Regions from separate parts of the Mus musculus genome. Here all the other regions are linked to region 1. The links are chromatin contacts, called in public HiCAR-type, HiChIP or PLAC-seq and promoter capture Hi-C maps. All regions are on one chromosome and are shown on one strand. Each heading gives the region's core, a stretch centred on a gene start, on an enhancer-like site or on the middle of the called end of the contact. The rest is flanking DNA. Distances are from core to core; before and after follow the strand shown.

Evidence for each region. Promoter capture Hi-C pulls out the DNA fragments that hold promoters and counts their contacts. HiCAR-type assays count read pairs that join an accessible place to other places. HiChIP or PLAC-seq counts read pairs in DNA pulled down with a chosen protein or histone mark.
Region 2: a contact with region 1 is called in a HiCAR-type map of astrocytes, with 2.6 times the contacts expected there. The contact joins the enhancer-like site here to the promoter of Sgsm1 in region 1. A contact is called at or near these places in 2 of 115 datasets of contacts at active chromatin or transcription factors (astrocytes and embryonic stem cells).
Region 3: an H3K4me3 HiChIP or PLAC-seq map of forebrain shows a contact between it and region 1, with 3 times the contacts expected there. The contact joins the enhancer-like site here to the promoter of Sgsm1 in region 1. A contact is called at or near these places in 2 of 39 promoter capture datasets (the C10 cell line and hippocampal neurons), 1 of 15 datasets of contacts at CTCF or cohesin (large pre-B cells) and 5 of 115 datasets of contacts at active chromatin or transcription factors (astrocytes, craniofacial prominence, embryonic basal ganglia and 2 more).
Region 4: a contact with region 1 is called in a promoter capture Hi-C map of liver, with 2.3 times the contacts expected there. The contact joins the promoter of Usp30 here to the promoter of Sgsm1 in region 1. A contact is called at or near these places in 7 of 39 promoter capture datasets (cranial neural crest, frontonasal cranial neural crest, hippocampal neurons and 4 more).
Region 5: a promoter capture Hi-C map of hippocampal neurons shows a contact between it and region 1, with 2.3 times the contacts expected there. The contact joins the promoter of Alkbh2 here to the promoter of Sgsm1 in region 1. A contact is called at or near these places in 8 of 39 promoter capture datasets (embryonic stem cells, frontonasal cranial neural crest, hippocampal neurons and 4 more) and 2 of 115 datasets of contacts at active chromatin or transcription factors (embryonic forebrain and embryonic stem cells).

The regions. Positions count from the first base shown.
Region 1 is chr5:113,309,154-113,314,187 of GRCm38.p6, forward strand. Sgsm1 (small G protein signaling modulator 1) reads right to left here and starts at 1,633. Exons shown (of 25, transcript NM_172718.3): 1 at 1,521-1,633; 2 at 1,395-1,438. The coding sequence starts at 1,539.
Region 2 is chr5:113,857,353-113,861,775 of GRCm38.p6, forward strand. The region is part of intron 3 of Coro1c (coronin, actin binding protein 1C); the gene reads right to left. Among named protein-coding and RNA genes, the nearest start is that of Gm42005, 14 kb to the right of the region's middle. Within about 2 kb of position 2,054, at least 85 of the 459 cell types and tissues checked have an H3K27ac peak or open chromatin away from gene starts, as enhancers often do. A contact at or near this core is called in astrocytes, where this site is marked.
Region 3 is chr5:113,948,340-113,952,863 of GRCm38.p6, forward strand. It overlaps Ssh1 (slingshot protein phosphatase 1), which reads right to left. Exons shown (of 15, transcript NM_198109.5): 12 at 3,540-3,686; 13 at 2,047-2,247. Among named protein-coding and RNA genes, the nearest start is that of Gm52826, 25 kb to the right of the region's middle. Within about 2 kb of position 2,647, at least 49 of the 459 cell types and tissues checked have an H3K27ac peak or open chromatin away from gene starts, as enhancers often do. A contact at or near this core is called in forebrain, where this site is marked.
Region 4 is chr5:114,098,874-114,103,597 of GRCm38.p6, forward strand. Usp30 (ubiquitin specific peptidase 30) reads left to right here and starts at 1,460. Exons shown (of 13, transcript NM_001033202.3): 1 at 1,460-1,642; 2 at 3,510-3,619. The coding sequence starts at 1,560.
Region 5 is chr5:114,126,555-114,131,240 of GRCm38.p6, forward strand. It overlaps Alkbh2 (alkB homolog 2, alpha-ketoglutarate-dependent dioxygenase), which reads right to left and starts at 1,664. Exons shown (of 4, transcript NM_001359941.1): 1 at 1,529-1,664; 2 at 972-1,215. The coding sequence starts at 1,185. Ung (uracil DNA glycosylase) reads left to right here and starts at 4,602. Exons shown (of 6, transcript NM_011677.2): 1 at 4,602-4,686. The coding sequence starts at 4,675.

The DNA of each region.
Region 1 (5,034 bases), core at 383-2,882:
TATTTGGTCAACCATTTCCCTAGTAAAGTGGGGGTCAGCTCCAGGCATGAGGAGCAAGCATTACAGCCAGGGCTGGGTAAAAAACCACGGCCTTCCAGCTTTAAACCTAAGGGCTGAGACCCTTCCCCGAAGGGCAGGGGTGTGAGGTTTCAGGGTTGGGGTCTGGATAGTATCTTCAAACAGGTCTTTACAAAGATGGAGGTAAAGACTTCTAGGCCTTTCTGAGGGACCCCCTTCTATCCATCTTACATATCACCTCGAAGGAAAATTCTAGAATCTGCAGCAATCCACGGAGCTAGTTCTTTAAAAGGAATGTGCTACACACAGAGACACAAACACAGGCACACACCCACGATCCCCAAGAGGAGGAAGGAACCGGGGACAGGTCCGGGCCTCCAACTGCCCAGGTGGCTGCCACCAGGAAGGGAGGCCCTCCTGAGTGACACCCCTAACACACACACGCGCGCGCGCACACACGCACACACACCCCACAGGTATACACACACCTCCATGCTCAGGAAGCAAGGGACAGACTCCAGCCTGGCTCACAGATTCACAGCCAAGCAAGGACTTGGGATAAGAACCCCAGGATGAAGACAAGGCAGCAGGGACGGGAATGGGGGGTGGGGGTGACTGAAGGATAGGGCGGAGCCAAAATGGGAGGGCAATGCCACACCACATACATACTCAATCTTACCCATTCACACAAATACACATTCGTAGACTCGCACAAGCAGACACAATATATAGATCATCCTTAGGTATTTCCAGGCAGGTGCACATACATATATGCACATGTCCTGGGCAACATACATCTACACCACAGGCCCACAGACATCTAAACGTCGCCTCAGCCTTCTAAACTCTCCCAATTCCCACGGCCCTGGGAGGTCACTGGCTGTGAACGCCGAGGTAAGGCTAGGATCTCAGCTGCTTCCTTCATCCCGGGGGAGGCAGGCAGCCACTCCTGTCTGATCCCATGTATCAGTGGAGGGCACCTGCTCTGTGACCCTGGCCCAGGTCACAGGCTCTCCTGCACAAAGTCCCTGGCACCTAGAGGTGGCTCCAAGGACTGAGTATCTGACATGGGTTGGGGGATAGCTTCATGTTCCAAAATTGAACCTGTCCCCTCCCAAAACCTGATCTTCCTCGGGGATATTCCGCATCTCTAATGAGGAGCCCCGCATCACCCTACTCTACCCCCAGCAATGAGAACCTGCCCCTCCGCGAGGTCCCACCTGGACACCTTCCGATCCTACACCCAGAGGGCCCCACGCACTGAAACACCCGTTTTCCAGCGACCCCTCCCCAGCCCCCGCCCTAGTTAGCCATGCACAGCCACCGCCAGCCAGAAGCCCGCGGTGGCCCTGTCACCCTGGGGTGGCCGCCCCTACCTCCTTCTTCACAGTGCGCAGCAGCCTCTGGCGGGTCTCGGCCTCTGCGGGACAAGCAGGGAAGCGCGGTGAGCGGCACCGAGGCCGCGGGGCCTGGCCGCCCTCCCGCTGCCCGCCCGTGCTTACCCGCAGGGACCGAAGCCATGGCTCAAGCTGGTCGGTGCCCGGTTCCCGGACGCGTCCCCGCTCCGCGCCCTGCTGCAGCCGCGAGGGGGCGGGACCGGCAGGGGATGAATGACAGCCCAGGATGTAGACGTCAGAACCTGACATCCCGCCCACCCCACCCACGAAAGCTCAGCGCCGCCTCCTGGACAGCATACAGCAGAGCATCCGCATCCAGCCTCCTCCAGGCGTTAGCGACAGGCCTTGCCAAGTTGCCTAGGGTGACCTAAGATGCGGAACCGTGCTCCACATCCCGTGTGTCCATCCACGCGTATTTAGAAACGAGGCAAAGCCAGGCACGGGGCACACTCCTATCGACTCCTCAGTGGGGAGACTGAGGCAGGGGACTCAACCTGGGCGACATAGCCAGGCCCTGCCGCCACAATAAAACTAGACTCATCCTGTATAAAGTGGGTATAAGTTCTAGAATGAGCTGATGATCAAGCGAGATATTTGATGTGTAATTCTCATCATAGACAAGACAAAAAAAACAAAACAAAACAAAACAAAACAAAAAAAGGGCCAGCTTTCATACGGGGTAGCTGCTGCTGTTTCATATACCCCCTTCCTCCGTCCCCTCCTCCCCTTCCCTTCCCCCTCCCCCTCTTCCTCCTCTTTTTACTCCTCCTCCTCTCTTCTCCCTTTCTCCCTTTTCAGACTAATCAGATACACTGACTCCCCATCTGGAAGAAGCCTGCCTCTTCTTCACTTGCTGCTCCCCCTATACTGGGAACCAGGGTTCAGCCAGGATCTCTCAGTCCCAGGGTTGGGAGTTTGAAGCAAAGGAGATGGACACATTGCCGCAGCACTCAGATGGTAGACAGTAAACCATCTGAGCAAGTGATAGAGGGTTGGAAGGTTCTAGAGGGACGTGGAGTCGATGCAGGGGAGATACCAGTGACCGGGGCTGTCTTGTGGAACAAGGGGCATCTTGCTGAGTTTTCTTTCTGAGCAAGAAGGGAAAGGAGGAGGCTGGGGAATGCTTGGGGAAGAGGAATCCATACAGTTCAGCGGTTAAGAGAACTGAGTGCTCTTCCAGAGGTCTTGAGTTCAAATCCCAGCAACCACATGGTGGCTCACAACCATCTGTAATGAGATCTGATGACCTCTTCTGGTGTGTGTGTGTGTGTATACCAGAACCCCTCTTGTGTGTGGCAGTGGTGTCTCTGTCACGATACCCCCCCCCACTCTCTCCTCCCCCACTCTCTCCAGTGAGGTGTGCTTAGTGTCTCCAGGATGCCACAGAATGAGAAATAAGGACTTGACAAATATAATTGAGGACTTACTACATCCGGAGCTCTGGTTGCATAAACTTACCGAGCCTCCAGCCCCCCCCCCCCCCCCCATGAGCCTCACACACAAAGAAAGTCAAGCCCAAGACGTGGGAGAATTTTCTTCAGGTCCATACACAAAGCAAGCAATAGCTCAAGCCATGGACCGGGTGGATCATCTCACCAGGGGCAGGTTAAGATGAATCAGATGTTTCTCGCCAAGCCCTTCAAACCTTTTCAGAGAACATAGAAGTTTTCCTCTAATATAAATGGTTTCTAGTGGTGGTTTCAATATGCTTGGCTGTCCTGGAACTTGCTCTGTAAACTCACTCTCTTGAGCTCAAGAGATTTGCATGGCTCTATCTCCTGAATGCTGGGATCAAAGTCATGGTCCACCATGCCTGGACCTAAGCTTTCCTTCACCTAGATCTAAAAGCTTGTGTCATCCTGTGACAGTTTGACACACAGTCATATCTCCTTATCTCCAAGTGAAACCAATAATCACATCATAATAATATAACTATCCACGGTTTAGCTGCAAACAATAAGCTTAGCTGGGTGGGATCTTGCCCTGAGATCACCACTCCCTTAATCCGTTTGTCTCCTTGAACGTAGGATTCAGCTCCTTTTCATTTCCTGGGGCCCCTTCATTACTTGAAGCACACTCGTTTTTTCTTTTTAAGCTTGCTATGCTTGCTCAAAATGCTCTTCATAAGACTGAATCACAGGATCATGTCTAAATTGGGGTTTCTATGAGACTTAATTGTTAATTCTGTCTAGGCTGGCCCATTAAGCTCCACTTAAAGCATTCCATGGCGTTCCAAACCCAAAGTCCCAAAACCCATATTCTTTCAAACAAAAGCATGGTCAGGCCTATGACAGCAATACCCCACTCCTGGTACCAACTTCAGCCTTTTTATTTATTTATTTTTTAAAAAGATTTATTTACTTATTATATGTAAGTACACTGTAGCTGTCTTCAGACACACCAGAAGAGGGCATTGGATCTCATTGTGGATGGTTGTGAGCCACCAAGTGGTTGCTGGAATTTGAACTCAGGACCTTTGGAAGAGCAGTCAGTACTCTTACCCACTGAGCCATCTCACCAGCCCCCCAACTTCAGTCTTAATTAGAGTTCCATTACTGTGAACAGACACCACGATCAAGGCGACTCTTACAAGGACAACATTTAATTGGGGCTGGCTTACAGGTTCAGAGGTTCAGTCCATCATCGCCAAGGCAGGAGCATGGCAGCATCCAGGCAGGCCTGGTGCAGGAGGAACTGAGAGTTCTACATCTTCATCTGAAGGCTGGAGGAGACTGACTCTGGCAGCTAGGAGGAGGGTCTCAAAGCTCATGCCCACAGTGACATACTTCCCCCAATAAGGCCATACCTCTTAATAGTGTCACTTTCTAGGTCAAGCATATTCAAACACCGCATAGCTCCAGGGCATTTGAGTCGAGCCATTGCCTTGGGGCTGAATCCGGAGCCTTGAACCCTGTCCTACTTAGGTTTACTATTGCTGTGATAAAATACCATGCCCTTGGCTGGGCAGTGGTGGCACACGCCTTTAATCCCAGCACTTGGGAGGCAGAGGCAGGCGGATTTCTGAGTTCGAGGCCAACATGGTCTACAGAGTGAGTTCCAGGACAGCCAGGACTACACAGAGAAACCCTGTCTTGAAAAACCAAAAACCAAAAACCAACCAACCAAACAAACAAACAAACAAAACACCATGCCCAAAAGCAAGTTAAGGAGGAAAGAAAGGGCTTATTTGGTTTATACTTCCCTGTTGTTCCACTGAAGGAAGTCAGGGCAGGAGGCTAGAGCTGTGCAGAGGCCATGAAGGGGTGCTGCTTTTTGGCTTGCCCAGAAATGGCACCTCCCACAGTGAACTCGGTCCTCCCACATCAATAACCAATTGAGAAAATGCGCCCCCCAACACACACACAGAGAGAGAGAGAGAGAGAGAGAGAGAGAGAGAGAGAGAGAGAGATGGCGGCATCTTCTCAGTTGAGGTTCCCTCCTCTCTGATGACTGTGGTTTGTGTCATTGACGTAACACTGGCCAGCACACACCCTATGGCGGCTTAAGAAGCACTAGGAAAGCTTCCTTGTAACTTAGAGCTTTTCCCAGGCTGCGTGCGAATTCCCACCGGTTGATCAGTGATGGGGCTGGCTCACCCTGCAGCGGGAGCCGGGCGGTG
Region 2 (4,423 bases), core at 804-3,303, 550 kb after region 1:
TGCTGAGAAAATCCAGGATAGAACCACAGATACACCAGGTACCGTGCTTACCTTTGTTTACTTCTGTAAGATAAGGACCTATGTGGGAAGAGAGGTGAAAGCACTCGCTATGAATAGATAATCTGCGACTGCCTCGGATGGGACAGTGGGGACAGCTAAGGGATCCTTTCACCTCAATCTGAATCACAGCCTCTGCATCTGTGTCTGATGCTGTTCCCAGACAAGGGCAGCCAACAGCAGTGCAACCTGGCCTGACTGTTCTTGGAACTATTTCAATCACTGCCACTTACTGGGGCTAAGATTCCTCCGAGTAAAATACTGAGAAACCACAATCCGAAAAACTCCATAGGACGCTACAGAGTCAAAGAGCAGAGCGCACAATACCAAACCCTGGGCTGGAAGCAAAGGGCAGCTCCCGGGATGAGAGTTTACCTGTTGCCTGTTGGTGTCAGCACTGCTCCAAACGGCAGGCCCTGGCATGCAAGCTGCCCACCACACTCCACTAAAGGCTGCTTAAAGAATATGCCTTTCAAAGGAGAGCCTGGGCTGGCAGGGTGGCTCAGTGGGCAGAAGTGTTTGCTGCCGGCCTGACAGCAGGGTTCAGTTCCTGGAAGCCATGTGAGAACACGGCTGTGATAGTGTACTCCTACTGGAGGGAGACTACCAGCAGACAGGAGAGCTGCCTGGAGACCACCAGCCAGCTAATCCTGGAATATGTGGTGAAGCAGAGACAGGAGGCCCTACCTTAGCAAGGCGGAAAGACAGAACCAATTCCCAAAAAGGTGTCCTCCACAATAACAGGTAAAAATAAAATAAAATAAAATAAAATAAAATAAAATAAAATAAAATACAGAGAATTAGCCAGGCAGCGGTGCATGCCTTTAATTCCAGCACTCCTGAGGCAGAGACAGATGAATCTCTTAAGTTCAAGGTCAGCCTGGTCTAGAGCTCCAGGACAGCCAGGACTGCACGAAAAACTCTGTCTTGAAAACAAAAACAAAAATCAAACATCAAACCAAACAAACAAAAAGCTGGAGAAGCTGGGCAGGATGGCCCACTCCTGTCTGTAGTCTAGCATTTGGGAGATGCAAGCAGGAGAATCCCAAGTTCTAAGCTATAGGCAAATAATGGAGATTGTAGTCCCTCTAACACGGAGAGACACCACTCCAGCACAGTTCATAAAATGAACAGACCCATGTTTATAACTCAGTGGGCTTAAACGATCCAAAGGCAGTTTTTAAACTTTGCCTTACCCCTCAGCTCTGTGAGGGGCCGGCTCTGCTGTACTCCTACAGAATGTTGCCCGAGGTGTTCTTGCTGCCATGTGTCCGTGACGCGCCCTGCACTCACCACACAAGTCCTCATGCATGCCCAGCTCTGCGTGATCCTCTGTCCGCACGCCTGGCCTTACATCAGCTGCCCTACTGTCTATGTGGGGTGGAGGCTGAGAGTGCCCTGCACGCCTAGGAACTCCTCAGTTGGGCAAAGACCCTGGAGCTCTGCCTATCACCTGCAGCTCCAGGGACACTGCCACTTCCACCACTTCCACTAGCCAGTGTTTGAGCAACTATCCAGGGCTCTTCTGGTTTTTTGTTTTGTTTTGTTTTGTCTTTTTTGCTTGTTTTTGTTTTTGTTTTTAAAAAAACGGAGGGGGGAGAGGGGAGGGGGGCTTGAAAGTCTACAACCTCCTGCCAGTTTGAACTGTCCTTAGCACAGGGTGGAGGGGATGGTGGTGGAGGGCGGAGTCAGCAGGGACAGGAAGCCAAGCCTGTAAGGCTCCCTCCGCCCTGACACTTCCCAGCCTGTCAGCACGCTCACTCGGAGCCACTGAGTAGGTGAACAGTAGCCTCTGTGTGGCCCACACTTAAGACAGAAGGAAATTAGGAGATTTGGCCCAGAGCACTGTTCAACTAACAGAATGTTTGCTCTGCCAATGCAGGAGCAGCAATAGAGGATTTCTGTAAGACAGAGGTCTGAATTACAGCTGGTGTTGGAACTTCCCCAAACCTCAAATAAAAACAAAGCTGGTAACAGACCAAAGCACCCCAAAATCCTACAGACGGAAGCACCCTACTTCTCTGACCTAACGGAGCAGGTCGCTGACACACTCTGGCAATGGAGAGAGGGTTGCCTTTCTTAGCGGCCGCTGATCACTGGAGCCCCCTACCTCCACCCCAAGGACTAAAGAGGCAGGCGCAGGCTGAGCCTAATGTTCTCAAAACCCATCAGCAAGGGCTCCTCTCCCCAAGACAGCCAAGACAGGCATCGGAGAGAAACCAGGGTGAGTGGCTGACCCCATTTGAGCAGGTAGGAAATGGGGGAGGACCCCACACAAAGCCCCTCTTCTCTCCCCGCAGAACATAGGAATGGGAAAGGCACAACAAAGACAGGTCAGAAAAGCAAGGCAAGCCCCGTGTTTCTTAACATCAACATACTCTGTGAGAGCAACAAGTCAAACCAAGCCATCTTCTGGAAACTTCTAACAAACACACAGGGATTAAGTGTGAACACTCATATGCATATACTCACACATGCATACACTCAGGCATGCACAAGCATACTCCCACTCCCACAGAGAAAGAGGTGGACTGAAGGAGATGGCTCAGCAGTTAAGAGCACTTGTTGCCAGAGGACCCAGGTTCGATTCCCAGCACCCACACATCAGCTCACAACTGTTAACTCCTGTCCCAAAGGATCTAATGCTGTATTTTGTCTCTGGGTCTTTTGCAGGTCCATGGTGCACATAAACTCAGGTGAGCATACAAACACATAAGAATAAACACAGACTCGGGAGGCAGAGGTAGGCGGATTTCTGAGTTTGAGGCCAGCCTTGTCTATAAAGTGAGTTCCAGGACAGCCAGGGCTATACAGAGAAACCCTGTCTCAAAAAAAAAAAAAAAAAAAAAAGACCAAAAAAACAAAAAAACCCACAGACAGAACAAATAATGTACTCCAAATAAAAAATAACGACAAGATGCTAAGAGGAGCAAAGGCCCAAGGGAAGATGGCAACTGGGCCCCAGCTGTCATAAAGAGACCAAGAGGCCTGGTCTGAAGAAAGTCTAAGAGTGCTGGCCCTGGAGAAGACATCCAGCCCAAAGCACGGCCCACACCTGCTCTGTGGGCTACAGCAGTCAGAGCTATTCTCTGCACTCAGCTGCAAACACCTCCTGCCATTCATTCACCAGGTCACCTTCCCAAGTGCTCAGGCTGGTCTCCGAGGACAGAGACTAAGCAAGGGAAGCTGCAGAGACTGATGTATGGGGTGAGGAGAGTGGCTTGTAAAACAGAAGTCTCCATAGGAAGCCACCGGGCTGCCTTAGCGTCTCACACTGAGAACAGGGCTCAGCTGGTGCTGACAGCACACAGGCTATCTTCCCGCTGCCCACACCGTAAGATGGGTGCTTTCTAAGCACGCTATCACCGGGAAGGCCAGATGGATATCTAGTACACCAGAAGACTGTACCATCACTGCCACCACTGCCTTCACACAGGCCACAATGAGGTCACCAGCACTAGAGGGCCACGTTCCTTGTCCAAAGGCTGTAAGACTTGACTAAGCCACATTAAATGTGTGGTCTACACAAAAGTACAAGTTCTCCGAGGTAACTAAGATGTAAGAAGCAACAGGACCAGGAGCAAAAGCCAGGTGTGCAAATCAAATCCCACTGGGAGACAGAGGCAGGAGGATGTCTGTGAAAGTTCCAGGTCAGCCTGGTCTATATAGACCTTCCAGGCCAGAACTACAAAGAGTGTCCCAAAATAACAACAGCAGTCTGCAGCAAACTGACCAACACTGAAGACAAGGCCAGGTCACAGAGCCTCGGAGCTGGGCATGGTGGGACACACACAGCCTCAGCCCTCTGAGAATGGAGGCAGGACATTGAGGGCTTGAGATCAGTCTGGGCTGTAATACAAGACCCAATCTCAAGAAAACAACAAAAAGAAACCTGGTAGTTTGGGATAATTTTCCAGGATCAGGGAGGCGACTTGAAATTAGGGGGCTGGAGAGATGGCTTCATAGTTAAGATCACTATTGCTCTTGCAGAAGGCCTGGGTTCTGACCCCAGCACCCATGTGACAGATCATAACATAAACACCTGTGACTCCAGTCCCAGGGGATCTGATGCCCTCTGCTGGCCTCTGTGGGCACTGCACGCATGTGGTGAACACTCGGACACATATCGTTCAGGTTGAGCCTCCACCCCAGACAAATGGTGACAACTGGTGGGTGCCTGCATTCCCCCAGAGTCTGTTGTTTGTAACGTGGGAGGGGAAGCGACAGAGCTCAAGATGTTCACATCTACCTGCAGGAGGTTCCGCTTGCTCCTGCCGTAAACTGCAAACACTACCTGAACACCAACCTTTGAATGCTTTCATCCCGGATCTAGATCAGCAGTTCTCAGCCTGTGGGTACTGAGCCC
Region 3 (4,524 bases), core at 1,397-3,896, 640 kb after region 1:
AGGTATAAGCCACAAATGAAAAAGAGAGAAAGAACTTAACAATGACAGAGGTAATCCCCAAGATTGCCTCCACCTCCTGAGGGCTTCAGGGTAAAATCAACACTGGGGTGGGCGGGCTGAGATGGAGAAGCAACTACAGCAATGGCCACTGCCCCTCAACCCAGGGTCTTATTCATGTCACAGTGGGTTGCCTTATGTACTCCCCCCACTGACTGTAATTCAGGTTTACACTGTGCTGTTGTGGGCCTGCAGTACAGGAAGGTGGCAGGTGAACTTCCTGGTCAGACAACCTTCACTTTAGTTCCCTACGCTAAGGGACAGCAATGCCTAATTTCCCTCTTCCTCCAGCTGCCTGGAGACCGGACAGACACTCTGAAACAGTGTAACAGCCTCTGCAAAAATGGTTACAGGGCTTCTCCCAGCCTGTTCACTCCTGTAGGAGCACCCTTGCTTCCCCAAACTTGCCCAAGGAGCTGAAGGACTCCGCCTCTGGATTCCTTCCAACTCTACTTAGAAATAATCCAGGAGGCTGCTTGTACAGACTGGACACGGAGCTGGGAGAAACTGAGTCCTCGGATACTGGTACCTGCCTCAGCAGCGTGGGACCTCCAGGGAAACCCTTACAGCCCTGACAGGGGTCCCTGCAACAAGTGCTTTCTCTTGTGACAGTCAACACATGTGGGTGTCAACCTCTCTCCTGGCACACCTGAATTCACTGTGTGACAAGAGACAAATTAACCTGTCAGCGGTGCCTCCCTCTGCTCACTCGAAATACAAGAAGCTCACCAGGCAGTGGTGGCACACGCCTTTAATCCCAGCACTTTGGAGGCAGAGGCAGGAGGATCTCTGAGTTGGAGGCCAGCCTGGTCTACAGAGTGAGTTCCAGGACAGCCAGGGCTACATGGAGAAACCCTGTCTCCAAAACAAAACAAAACACGCCCCCCCCCAAAAAAACAAACCAACCTAAGCAGCTGAATTTTACTTTTCTGTGGGGAGCAGATTTATCAGCTGCATGTGTGAATGTATGGGAAGTCAGCCTGCACAGGACCTGTACTGATTGCTTGTGCATCCTTAGAGAGCCAGGCCAGTTTTTAAATTGAGGTAAGGGTGTCACCTGGACCACTTCTATCTACACAGCCTGGCAGGACAGGTCCCAGTACTGCGGCCCTGCCATCTCTGTAACTGTTCAGAATATACACTACTCACCAGTCTCTAATTGTCCGCCACCGTAGTCTCCGGAACTGTTCATGGTACAGAAGGAACACCATCCACCACTCTCTCTCTGTCCTTTCCCTGGCCTCTGGGAAGATCGCATTCTCCATCTCTAGGGACCTCATGCAAGCATGGGGACCACACAGTTTTTCCCGAGAGCCCCTAAGTTTGCTCGGAATATACTGCACGTCAGAATTGCCCTTTGATGGGGTAAGGAGATGGGACCTTGCTATATGGCAGGGCCAGCCTTGAACTTCCGAGTCCGGCAATTTCCTAGCTTTAGCTCCCTAAGCAGCCTCGCCCACAATCAGGAGCTCCTTCATCCAACTGCCTCTCTTTGTTTGTTGATCCATTCATCCACCAATAGACTGGTGGGTGTCTTCTGCCTTTGGGCTACTGTGAATAACCCCACCATTGACACAAACAACCTGGGACCCTGTCATTTCTAGTCTTCTGGGTGCACCCTTAACTTAGAAGATGGAACTGGGCTTCTGGGAGACTGCGGGGCTCATTTGTGGTGAATCAGACCAGTGGCCTCTTCAGCCTCGAGTTTGGCATAAAGCAGGTACTTAGGAAATGGAGACACTCAAGCCCACACCACATACCGGGACATGCCTTGGATGAGCAGTTAAGTACTGTCCCTCGCCCAGAGAGACAAGCTTTCTACATGTGCCAACAAAATCAAAACGGATCGCTCCTGGAAACCGCTAATCAGAGCCCAAACAATAGTTGTTTTTTACAAGCCAGCTCCCGGGAGGCTGGCTGCCAGTTGTGGGAGCTCCTGCCAGGCCTGGCCCGCGTCGTCTGCCAGCCTGTGTCTAGGTGCTCTCTCACCTTGCATCCAGGATGCCTTCGTACTCAGACAGCTGCCTCATAAAGCCTGCGTTGGGCCGAGTGATACTACGTTTCTGCTTCACGTAGTTATACGCTTTCTCCAGGGGCCAGCCGAACTCCTTCATGGCGTAGGCAATGACTGTGGACGCAGATCGGCTGACGCCCATCTTGCAATGGACCAGGCACTTGGAATGATTCCTTCTGTGGGGATTGAGAGTAAGGATTAATAGTCCCACCCCCCTGTTACCTCACGGCTCCAACCCTTCTCTGTCTTAGGTCTAACACACCTTCTACAGGAAATATCTTTGCCATGAGATCTACTAGCACACAATGGGAGAACAGATGAATCTGCATGGCCTGGCCCAGCTTTCCAATGCGTGCTGCAGGAAACCCAGAATCTCCTCTGTTGCCACCGGGATAGGTGAGGCTACCTACAGTGGCCTCCTGGGCAGCTCCTGGACAGTTAATGGGAGTTCTACAAAAGCCACTGAGCTTTGACAGCAGATGGAGGCCCTGAATGAGCTATTGTCGGGAACCAGGGCCAGCCAGAGAGACGAAAACGCTGCGCCCTGGGGAGAGAGAGCGAGCCTGGAGGCATGAGAGCAATCTGGCCAAGAGAGATCAGAGCCAGGGGGAAGATGGAGCCGATCTGCCACTTTTAAGAAGGCTGTGCTGGCCCAGGCGCAGCTGATTTACGAGATACACAAGGAACAGTGACCCTCTCCTTGCTGGGAAGGTGAAGGCATGCCAGGCTGGCAGAGGCTGCAGCCGGGAAGCTAGGGTGGGGCCTGGCAAGCTCCTGTTTCCTATACCAGGTTTACAATTCCAGCCCCCGCTCCCCTACCCCCTACTTCGCAGCTCTAAACTCACAGGCAAGGAGTCTGTGCTCTGGAAAAGCAAGAAAAAGTAGGGTTTGGTAAGGATACACCTTGTAGCTTTGACTGGGAGGTTTCTAAGTAAGAAGGTTTTTCTCCACAGCGCGGGAGTGGGAGTTGGGGAAAGGGGGTGGGCAGAGTCTTTGCTTTGAACGCCAATACAACAGCTGCTCCAAAGGAGAGTAAGGAGGGGCCCCAGGGCTGCCCTGTTCTACCCCATGGAACTACCCCAGGAGAGGATACAGCCTGCATTCCTTGGGGGAACTGTCCAAGAGCCCTAAGACCAGCATATACCGGCCCTTTCCTGGAGAGAGCGCCCCATTGGCTTTTGGGTATTGAAGCCTGGCTGGTGTCTGCACTGATGCTGAACACTGGATTCAATGTCACACTCAAGGGCAGGTGGAAGAGAACGTGAGGGCGCCCTATGGAGAGGGCTGATTGCTACTTGCCCACTTTAGTGCCTGGTGTTCTGTAGCTAAAACAAAGGTCCACCAGACAGTCCTACCTCCCCTAAGATCCTGTCTGCCCACTTCCACTGCGAGGTTAGCTTCCTTATCTGGCCCGCCACTCATTCCTGCCGCTGCCGTCCCTCCCAAGGCCGCCTTCCCACACACTTACTTCGCTTTGTTTATGAAATGATAAGCTTCATTCCAGTGGGCAAGAAGGTCTGTGGTCTCCTCATCGTACACGCGGATGTTATGGTACGCAAACAAGCCGGGGAAAAAATTGTCTATTTCTCTAGTGACATTTAAAATGTAGTCAACTCTGAAAAAGAAGCAAAGGGCCCAGAGAGCCAGCCAGAATGAGGAACAGGGAAAACAAAGTAACAAAAACCTGCGGACAGAAAGTCAAAGGATGTGCAGACCACAAGGCATGGCTTTGGGAGAGAGGTTTGTTTGTTTTTTTATTTTTGCTTAGTGGTCATTTTTGCAGGAGTTTTATTCATAGGACAAGAATGTCTTACTCGAAAATAACCCATGTCATATCAAAACCCCCTTACTTATTAATACATTCAAGACCAGCTTGGGTTATAGAGCAAGATACTGTCTTAAAAACCAAACCTCTGCTCTTAAAAGAGTTAAAAGGCAGACTGTGCCTTCTGTAACTCTTGTCCTATTTGAGAGCATCTGCTAACCCAGACTCCACAGCCTCCACCCTTAACCAGTACACTCATTTCCTGAAAACCAAAACAATTTTGGTAACTGGAAAGGGTCTCAAATAGCTTTCACCCTAAGTAACAACATCTCAAGAGAGTTCCCTGAATCATGCATTTATTCCCAGTAAGACGAAAGCGTGAGGTCTGACCGCACGCTGGCCAGGCACTCTGCTGGGGGGGTGGGGGGTGGTGGTGGATACCTCTGACCGGAAGTTCTAAGGATATACTTTTAAGCTCTGTTTAGTCTCAGTTTTCAACTGCAGTTGGTTCAAGAAGGCCAGCTTATCAGACCACAGAACGGTGGTTTTGTGACAGCTTCCTTGAAGGGCTTAGCTCAAAGGTTCACTCCTGCTACTGAGCACTTCTCAGAGACAGGCAAGTTCCTGCCCAGCGATGACTGTTCGGTCACGAGAAGATTCCCACCAAGAACCAAAGGATTACCAGGGG
Region 4 (4,724 bases), core at 210-2,709, 790 kb after region 1:
AAAAAGAATTAGCATATAAATCTATAATCTCATTACTTGATATATATCTGGAAGGGCTGAAAACAAGACCAGAAAGAGAGGGTTATGTGCCCGAGTTTATTGCCAAGAAGTGGAAACAACCTGAATGTCCATTGAGACATGGACAGGAGAGAGAAACTAGTACTTACAATGGAATATTACTTTCCTGTAAAAAAAGACTTTATGCCAAGTGAGCTAAGACAGTCACCAAAGAACTCTGAGCGACTCCTGTCCTGAGACAGCCAACCTCAACCTCACAGGAATAGAAATAGAATGGAAATTACTAGAACAGAAGACAGGAAGGGGGAGTTACTCAACACACACAGTTCGGCTTTGAGAAGAGAAATGGTATAAAGATCTGCAGCACATACAGCAGCATGCCCACACAAGAGAGGAATCTAAAAATTCTAACACCTTTTTTATTGTATGTATGACAGAGGGAGATTTGCAGCTGATAAATATCTAGTTTGTTTCCATGTTTTGCTGTTTTAAAGAGTGAATTCACAAACATTTGTGTGGGACTGTTTAGGACTTTGTATAAACCTAATAGAAACAGATTTCTAAGACACTGCATTTTAATTTATTGCATTTGTGTGTCTGTGCACTTGTGTATGCATGTGTATATATGTGTGCACATGTGCATGCAAGTGTATGTGCATGTGTTTGCATGTATTTGTATGTATCTGTATGTTTATAGGTGTGTGTGTGTGCACGCGTGTATATGTGTGCTGTGTGCATGTGAATGCATGCATGTATGTGTATACGTGTATGGGTATATATACTGTGCATATGTGTGCGTATGTGTAGTGTGCATGTGTATATATATACGTGTGTGTGTGCGTGTGCATGTGTGCACATATGCATGTGTGTGTATTGTGAAGTGTGCATCTATGTATAAATGTGCATGCGTGTGTGCAGGTGTATGTGTGTGCATATACGAGTGTAAGTGCAGGCATATGCATGTGTATGTGTGCATGTGTTTGTGCGCGCGCGCGTGTGTGTGTGTTGCGCACCACAGCACACATAGGAAGGTCCTGATAACTTTGGTTCTCTTCTACTGTATGGTTCTGGGCACTGAACTCAGGGTGTGAGATTTGGGGGCAGCTGTTTTTACCTACAGAGCCATCTTGCTAACCCCACATTTTAAAAAATCAAAGCTAGAGCCATCTATTTTTAAATTTTCCAGTTTAATAACAGCCTTTCCACATGAACCAAGCTCCGTCCTGGAGGCGGAGCAAATGCGAAGGCTCATAGCTTCCGAAGTGGTCCCCGGGCCCCGGGAAACCTCCCTTAGCAACGAATCAGGCTGCGGTTGCTAGGAGCAAAGGAACCGGGGAGGGGTCGTCCGTTCACTATTTCAGTCCGGTGTGACTAACTTCCGGTCCGTCCTCCTGGCTTCTTCCCCCCTCCGCCGAAGCGGGGTCGCCACCGCGGGTTCCTCCACTTTGCGAGCCTCCTGTCTTGGGCTCCTCATTCCGCTGCGGCGGGCGGGCGAGCGGGGGGCGGCGGCGGCAGCGGTAGCGGCGGCGGCAGCGAGCGCGATGCTAAGTTCCCGGGCGCAGGCGGCGAGGACGGCGGCCGACAAGGCCCTGCAGCGCTTCCTGCGCACCGGGGCGGCCGTCAGGTGAGTGGGTGGGGGTGCGGGGTGGCGGTGGCGGCCGCAGGGCCTCCAGGCCTGCGCGGACCCGGCCGAGGCGGAGGCCGCGGCCCGGCGTCGCCTCCTCGTCCCTGCTGTGGCCGCGGCCTGCGACGCCCCGCAGCCCCTCGCGGTGACCCCAGACTCGGGCTCCGGGCACACAATCTGCACGCCGCTGCTCCCCCGCAGTTTGTCAGATGCCGGTCTCCCACCTCTGCCATGCTGGAGATTCTCACTTCTGCATCCCAAACCGCTCCGGTTCCCAAGCTTCCGAAGGCTCCCAGCCGCTGAGCTCCCCAGGCTGTGACAATTCCAGGCTCTTCGTTCCTGCTAGGACCCCCGTCTGCACCCCAGCCCGGTTGATCTTCCCAAGGCCTGGGGCCACACCCCCGTTGCTCACCCTGACTGCTGGGACCTGTTGCTTGGGTTGGCTACCTTGGATACCGGGGCAGGTCTAACAGCATCTTATCCGGCTCTGAAGCCCCCCACCCCGTGTTTATTCCGCCCAGCGGCCCTATTTTACCAGGTGGGAAGGAAGGCTTGATTGGGCCTTGCGGCCTAACAGCTGACCTGAGAGCAGGGCTGGTGGCCAGCTTAATCTCACCCTCAGGCTCACGTACCGTCTTCATGGTACGGTTCTGCAGAAGAACTAGTCAATCAACACCATGCCTCGGTTTCCCTCGTTGAGTGTGTGCCGAGCAGGTGTGCTGTAACTGGCCCCCTCCTTCTCCCGCTGACTGCTTTTTAAGCCAAGGTCTGTGCACATTCTATGGACTCACCCTGGAAGAACAAAAAGATTTGAAACTGGTAATTAGCTGTGACATCGGAGAATGCTGGCCGTTGTCTGACGATTGCTGTTGTCACTAGTGATCCTTTTCAGGGAGTGTTTATTCAGCTGAGACCAATATTCATGCAGGCAGAATTAGGGGGACAGATCTTAGTGGTAGAGCATTTGTCTGTCCTGCATAAGGCCCTAGCTAGGGTCAGTCCCTGGTACCAGGGGAGGTGATCAACTTCATATAGTCCAAGCATTAGGTAAGAACGTATTACACACATGTCCACATGCAACATATATGTGGGTACATGTTACACACACGTTGCACGTATGTGTGGGTTGCCTTACTTGGAGATACAGAACTTTGTATAAAATTGTGTTTTGAATTACTGCTGCAGTTTTCTTAATTGTGGGAAAAAAGAATAGTGTCCACCTTCAAGTCTAGCCTGGAACGAAGAAATCTTTAATCGTATGAACATATAGATGTCCTCTTGTGGTATTGTTTCGTATTCTCAAAGAGAAATCCATTTTTAAAGCCAGGCCTGGTGCCACCGCTCTGTCACGAATTGCTCATGAGCCAGGAGGACTCTTGAGTTCAGAGCCAGCCTGAGCAACAACAACAACAACAACAACAAAACCCTAATTAAGTAAATAGGGAGAGCTTGGGGAGATGGTTCAGGTGTTCGACTGCCTATTGCATAAGCAACAAATGTGAAAACCAGAGTTGAGGTCACCAGAAGCCATGCGAGCACCAGGTGGCCTGGCATATTTCCTGCATCGGGAGGGAAGAAGCATGAGAGAGTGATGAGCTGTGCCAATGAGCTCTGGGCTCCCCACCCGAATGAACAAGCTACAGAGTGGTGACAAGGACTCCCAGTGTCCCTCCCCCTCCCCCATTTTCTAGTTAAGTGCTCAAGTATCCCAAATTCCAAGGCAAGGTCTTATTGGTACATATTACCTTAGATTTCAAGCTTGCTGGTTGGAGGGCTTATTTTGATGTAACATGTCACCTTCCTGCCACTGTCTGTACCAGCCTGCTGTTGGGAGACAGAGTGACAGTCCACGTCTTCTCCTTTTCAGATACAAAGTCATGAAGAACTGGGGAGTGATCGGTGGGATTGCCGCTGCCCTGGCAGCAGGGATCTATGTTATTTGGGGTCCCATTACAGAGAGGAAGAAGCGGAGAAAAGGTAGGGATGGGGCCCTGCATCGAGGTCTTGGGTTTGACTTGAGCCTCTCTTGTCTGTTTGAGTGGTTGGCCCTCTTAGCTTTAAAGCGAGGACCATGGTCTACGAAGTAGAACTCCCCACCCTGTGGTGGGAAGGCTCTGTTTTTTTGTTTTTTTTGAGACAGGGTTTCCCTGTGTAGCCCTGGCTGTCCTGGAACTCACTCTGTAAACCAGGCTGGCCTCAAACTCAGAAATTCATCTGCCTCTGCTTCCCAGCTTACATGTGAGTTTAAGACATGCTTTGTGCTGGCCCAGTGGCTCATGCCTCTAACTCCAGCACTTGGGATGCTGGAATAAGAGGATGCTATGAATTTGAATCCAGCCTGTGCTTTATACAGCAAGTACCAGGCCAGAGTGTGACATAGGCAAGACCCCATCCCGAGGAGGGGGGTGAAAAAAGGCAGGCCATTGTGTTTCAAGTGGCTCAATTGTTGTTACTAGTGTGTGGTTATGTTTCAGTCCTGCAGCTGACTGATTACATCACAGCAGTGGTTTCTCTGAGAGACAGGAGGGAAGGAGGGAGTGGGAGAGGGGAGCTGAGGGGATGGTCATAGAGAAGTTCCCTGCATGTTTTCATGAGCACTCTTATGTTAAAGAGTTTCTAAACAAGGCCTGGTGGCCAGCCTGGGCTCTGTGTACTGAGCTCATGAGTTTTGGCAGAAGAGGAAATGAGGGCATCTTGTGAGCCAGTCAGTGCTGCTATCTCTGCAGGCAGACTGACCAGTGTCTTTCTCAGTTGCCGTGGGAAGAACAAAAGCACTGTCCCGGGAGGCAGTACAGTTGCCAGCTATTGTAGGGCACTGCTCTCTAACTAAAGGAGAGAGCGTCCAGGAGCGCATGAGGCAAGGAGGAAGGCATGGCTGCTGCTGCCGCTGCCGCTTTTATCCGTTTCGTATCTGCGCCGGGCACCTGGAAGGGTTTCAGAGAGAACACAAGACAGAGGCCCACACTGCGGCTCAGTCTACAGCATAGCATGTCCCGTGCCCAGGCTCGCTCAGGGTGAAATCCCGACTGAGGGCTCCATGCATAGATGCCGGGTCCCAGAAGCGTGAGGAAGAGGAAGGAAG
Region 5 (4,686 bases), core at 414-2,913, 820 kb after region 1:
ACAGAGAGAAGAGAAAGAGGAGAGACCACAATGTCTGGATCATATAGGGAAGAGCCTCTGGGGGAAGGGCTGCTCAACCCCTGGGCTGGAAACAGGGTTGGGGGCAGGGTATGTCAGGAAAGGACTTGTGTGTGGGGGGAGGAGGGGGATGCTGGAAGAACCTGGAGGCCTGGTCTGCTTTGATATACAAAATACACACTCCCTTTGTCCCTGGTCCAGAACCAAATCCTTCTAAGAGAAGGCCCCTGAGGCCATCATTCTCCCCTTCCTTTTTAAAATTTTGTTTTATTTTATGTATTTAAATATTTTATTTTGCTTGCTTGTGATGTCTGTGCCCTCGAAGGCTGGACAAGGGCACCACAGTAGCTGGAACTGGAGTTACAGAGGATTGTGGGCTGCCATGTGGGTGCTCAGACCCAAACTTGGGTCCTCTGGGACAGCAACTAGTCTTAACTGCTGACTCATCTCATACATTTATTTAATTATGGTCTTTAACAAAACAAAACAGGGTGTCGACAGGCAGTGGTGGCGCACGCCTTTAATCCCAGCACTTGGGAGGCAGAGGCAGGAGGATTTCTGAATTTGAGGTCAGCCTGGTCTACAGAGTGAGTTTCAAGGCAGCCAGGGCAACACAGAGAAACCCTGTCTCGAAAAAACAAAAACCACTGAGGCCTAACCTTCGCCTCCAGCTATTTTGAATCAGTATCACGAAGATCCCAGAATGGTTCGGTTTGGGGGTTTGTTTTGCTTTTTTTGTTATTTAGTTTTTTAACTTCCCAGGTAATTCCAATCAGTTGCCAAATAATTTCGTTCTAGACCTCGTGGACAGTTCGTATGCCAAACCATAACCTAACCTAACCAGAGCTGCCCAGACCGTGACCTAATCCGTCACAGCCGGAAGTTCACGCTTCTCCCAGGGAAGGCGCATCCTGTCCTCGCACAAGCCTAACGCACGTAAGACCTCCGCCTACCAGTAAAATACTCCACTTCTTGCTCCAACTCTCGGAAAATCTTGTCTGCCTCGGCTTTGCCGAATAGGACGGTGTAATCACAGCTCAGACCTTCCGCGCGAAGGTGTCGCCAGTCCGGGCTCTTCAGGTCGCCCGAGGCTCCTCCCGTCGGGGCGGGCTCCTCCCCTCCCCCTTGGAGGTCGCGGAGGTCTGGCCTCACCAGGAACTTGTCCATCCCGCCGCCCACTCACAGCTCAGACGCGTCCTACAAAGGAAACAAGAGCGCATTAAACCTCCTAGGAGGTGCCTGGCGGGCATCATCCAGGCGGGGAGCCTGCCCTGTAGCTTAAGTCTTCCTAGCACAAGCTGACCCGAACCACGCTGTCCTCACGCCCCAGGCGCCCATCGGTAGGAATCCCGGGCACGCATCCCCAGGCCCGCCCTGGAATGGAGTACTTTTAAAGACCCGTCCGTCCTCTTCGGAATTCGAGAGCTTTGGCTGCAAACGGCTGCCCAAACCCAAAAGGCTACACATGGGAAGACGCAAGCGCAGAGAGGCATGAGGCTCGCCCAGTTACCCAGAAAAGCAGGGTTGCCTCTGCCCTGCGGCCCCGCGGGGTAGGGGCTGGCACGGGCGAGCAACCGGGCTCCACCGGAGAGCCCGGAGCGGTGGGTCAGGTCTCTGCACAGACACACGCAGCCCCAGGAACCCTCACCCCGCCCCTCCCGCCTACGCGGGACTTCCGGGCACAGCGCCCCCTGCCGGTCTCCCTGCGCACCGCAGGATGCTGCCTTCACCTGATGGCTCAGCAAGGTTAGGCCTGTGGACCAGTTCTGGGGTCTACGAGCCTAGTGTGCTACAGCATACTGTCTGGGGGGCTTGAGGGCAGTGTATGAATCTGCACTCCTGACAAAGACACAGCATTGTCTGACCACTACAGTCGACATGGAGAACAGTTATACCATCCCATAGAATCCTTCCTCCCTTAGGTTCCGACATAATTTGTCAGCTATTCCTTGCTTGCTCTTCTTCACGATTCCACATAAATGTGATGGATTAGAGGCTGTATAGCCTTTTGCGTTTGACTTATTTCTGTAAGCACACTGCTTTTAGATATAACCGTGTTTTAAAATCTTTATTTTATTTTATTTATATGAGTACACTATTGCTCTCTTCAGACACACCAGAAGAGAGCATAAGATTCCATTACAGATGGTTGTGAGCCACCACGTGGTTGCTGAGAATTGAACTCAGGGCCTCTGGAAGAGCAGTCAGTGCTCTTAACCGCTGAGCCATCTCTCCTGCCCCTGCCCCCGTGTTTTTTAATCTTTTGGGGGGGTTGTTTTTGTTTGTTTTTCTTTTCTTTGTATGTGTGTGTGTGTGTGGTTTGTTTCGAGACAGGGTTTCTCTGTGTAGTCCCAGCTGTCCTGGAACTCACTTTGTAGACCAGGCTGGCCTCAGACTCAGGAATCCATCTGCCTCTGTCTCCCAAGTGCTGGGATTAAAGGCGTGCGCCACCACTGCCCAGCTGTGTTTTTTAATCTTTAGCTTCAAGTACAGCCATTTTATTTATATACTATGTATAAACATAGAGGACATTTGTACCGTTTTTCTCCTTCCATTGCTGGTATGGAAAGACCTGTGACAGTCATTTCTTGCTCCTGGTGGCACAGAAGAAAAAAAAATCACCATAAATATTCAAGCTCAAACTTTTCTGTGAATGCTGAGTTTACTTCATTGAGAAAACGCCCTGGTCCTCGACCAGAGGGAACGTGTTATATCTCTCTAAAGTGCTGCCTATGGGAGCACACGGTGCTCTCTGCTGTCACACACCAGCAGGGCACAGCAGGTCCTGTCTTATCCACGTTGTATTTTGGAGATGAAAACAAAAAAGGGGCAATGTGATAAACAAGATTTCTTTGTACAATATGGAAGTTGTGAGCAGGGTGACAGGCTAGGGAGTAGGGGGGGATGGGGAAGAGGATCTTACAGGGAAGAATCCTAAGCCAGCATTGAAGCTTTCCAGGTAAGGGACAAAATAACATAGCATGCGAAGATTTTAGCGGGACGCTGCGGAAAGGCAAACCGCCTGGAGAACTGCTAAATTGGGAGTCTAGTCAGTTCAGATTGGGAGGCTGTAGCCCAGACTAGCCCCTAACAGCTTGTGTAGCCAAGCCTTGTGCTCCTGATCCTCTTGCCTCCACCTCCCAGATGCTGGGCTCACAGGGTGTGTCACCACTCTGTGACACACGGCGGCATAGGAGGGTTTTTCCAGGGCAGCGGTCGGTCGAGGTTTAAATTACACTTGCAGTGGCACACGCCTTTAATCCCAGCACTTGGGAGGCAGAGGCAGGCGGATTTCTGAATCCAAGGCCAGCCGGGTCTACAGAGAGTTCCAGGACAGCCAGGGCTATACAGAGAAACTCTGTCTTGAAAAACCAAAAAAAAAAAAAAAATAAAAAAAATAAATAAATAAATTACACCTGCAAAAGATCACTCAGTAGAAAAGAGTAGCTGGGATTGTTATATTAGAGGGAAGGATATAACTGAAAGCTGCACAACTGAATGTATGTCTGACGTGAGTGTGGGAGGTAAAAAGTACAAGGGGGTGTATGGCTCAGTGGTCAAGCGGTTGCTCAGGATGCACAAAGGCCCTGAGTTCAATCCCCAAAGGGGACTGAAAAGGAGGGAGGGAGGTGTATCTGGGGAAGTGGAACATTTCGGGGTTAAAGGCCTTCAATCTTTACATCAGTAAGACTTGGAGAAAGCCCCGCTTTAGAGCTAGGACAGGTAGGTAGGTAAGCAGCAGGCTCCCCCTACCTCCTAAGCCCCACCCACCCGGGGGCGGGGCCTCAGCCCCTCCCACACATGCGCGCTGGGCCTCACCGACCCCTGCCCAGCCAGCCTCCCCGCCCCCAACGGGAGCCCGCGCAGGTGGCAGCGCGCCTACCGTGAGCACGGCTGCAGGAGTCCCGGAGGTCCGTGCTCGGCGCAGGCATGATCGGCCAGAAGACCCTATACTCTTTCTTCTCTCCGACCCCCACAGGGAAGCGGACCACGCGCAGCCCGGAGCCGGTCCCAGGGAGCGGAGTGGCGGCCGAGATCGGCGGCGATGCCGTGGTGAGACGAGCGGGGTAGCGCGGGACGCGGGGGTACGGCGGGGTCCCGGGCAGGAGCGCCACGCACGCCGCTTGCTCGGACAGACTGGGACACCTTAGGGGTTCAACACAGCCGCGCGCTGTCGGCCGCCGCCACGCCGAGGCACTAGCCAATAGGGATGGGGCACGGTCGCCGCAGAGCCAATCAGTGTGCAGCGTGCCCGCCCTGCTCCTCGCGTGGTCCAATCAAAAGCGGCAAGGGGCGGGAGCTGTTTTGCCGCGAAAAGCCCACGTGGAAGGTCTTGGGTGAGGCGCGCGGGGCAGCACCAGGCAGCGCGAGACTGCGGTGCTGCGGGTCCCGGGCAGGAGAGCCGCGCACCCCGTTTATCAGCCAGACTGGGACACCTTAGAGGTCCAAAACAACCGCGCGCGTCCACGGCCGCCATGCCGAGACATCTACCAATGGGGACGGAGCTCGGCCGCCTCAGAGTCAATCGGTGTGCAGCGTGCCCACCCTGCCCTTGTATAGTCCAATCAGAAGCGGCAAGGGGCGGGAGGTGTTTTGCCGCGAAAAGCCTGCGTGGGAGCGCAGACGGGTGCAGCGGGTCCCCTGCTCGGCTGGACCATGGGCGTCTTG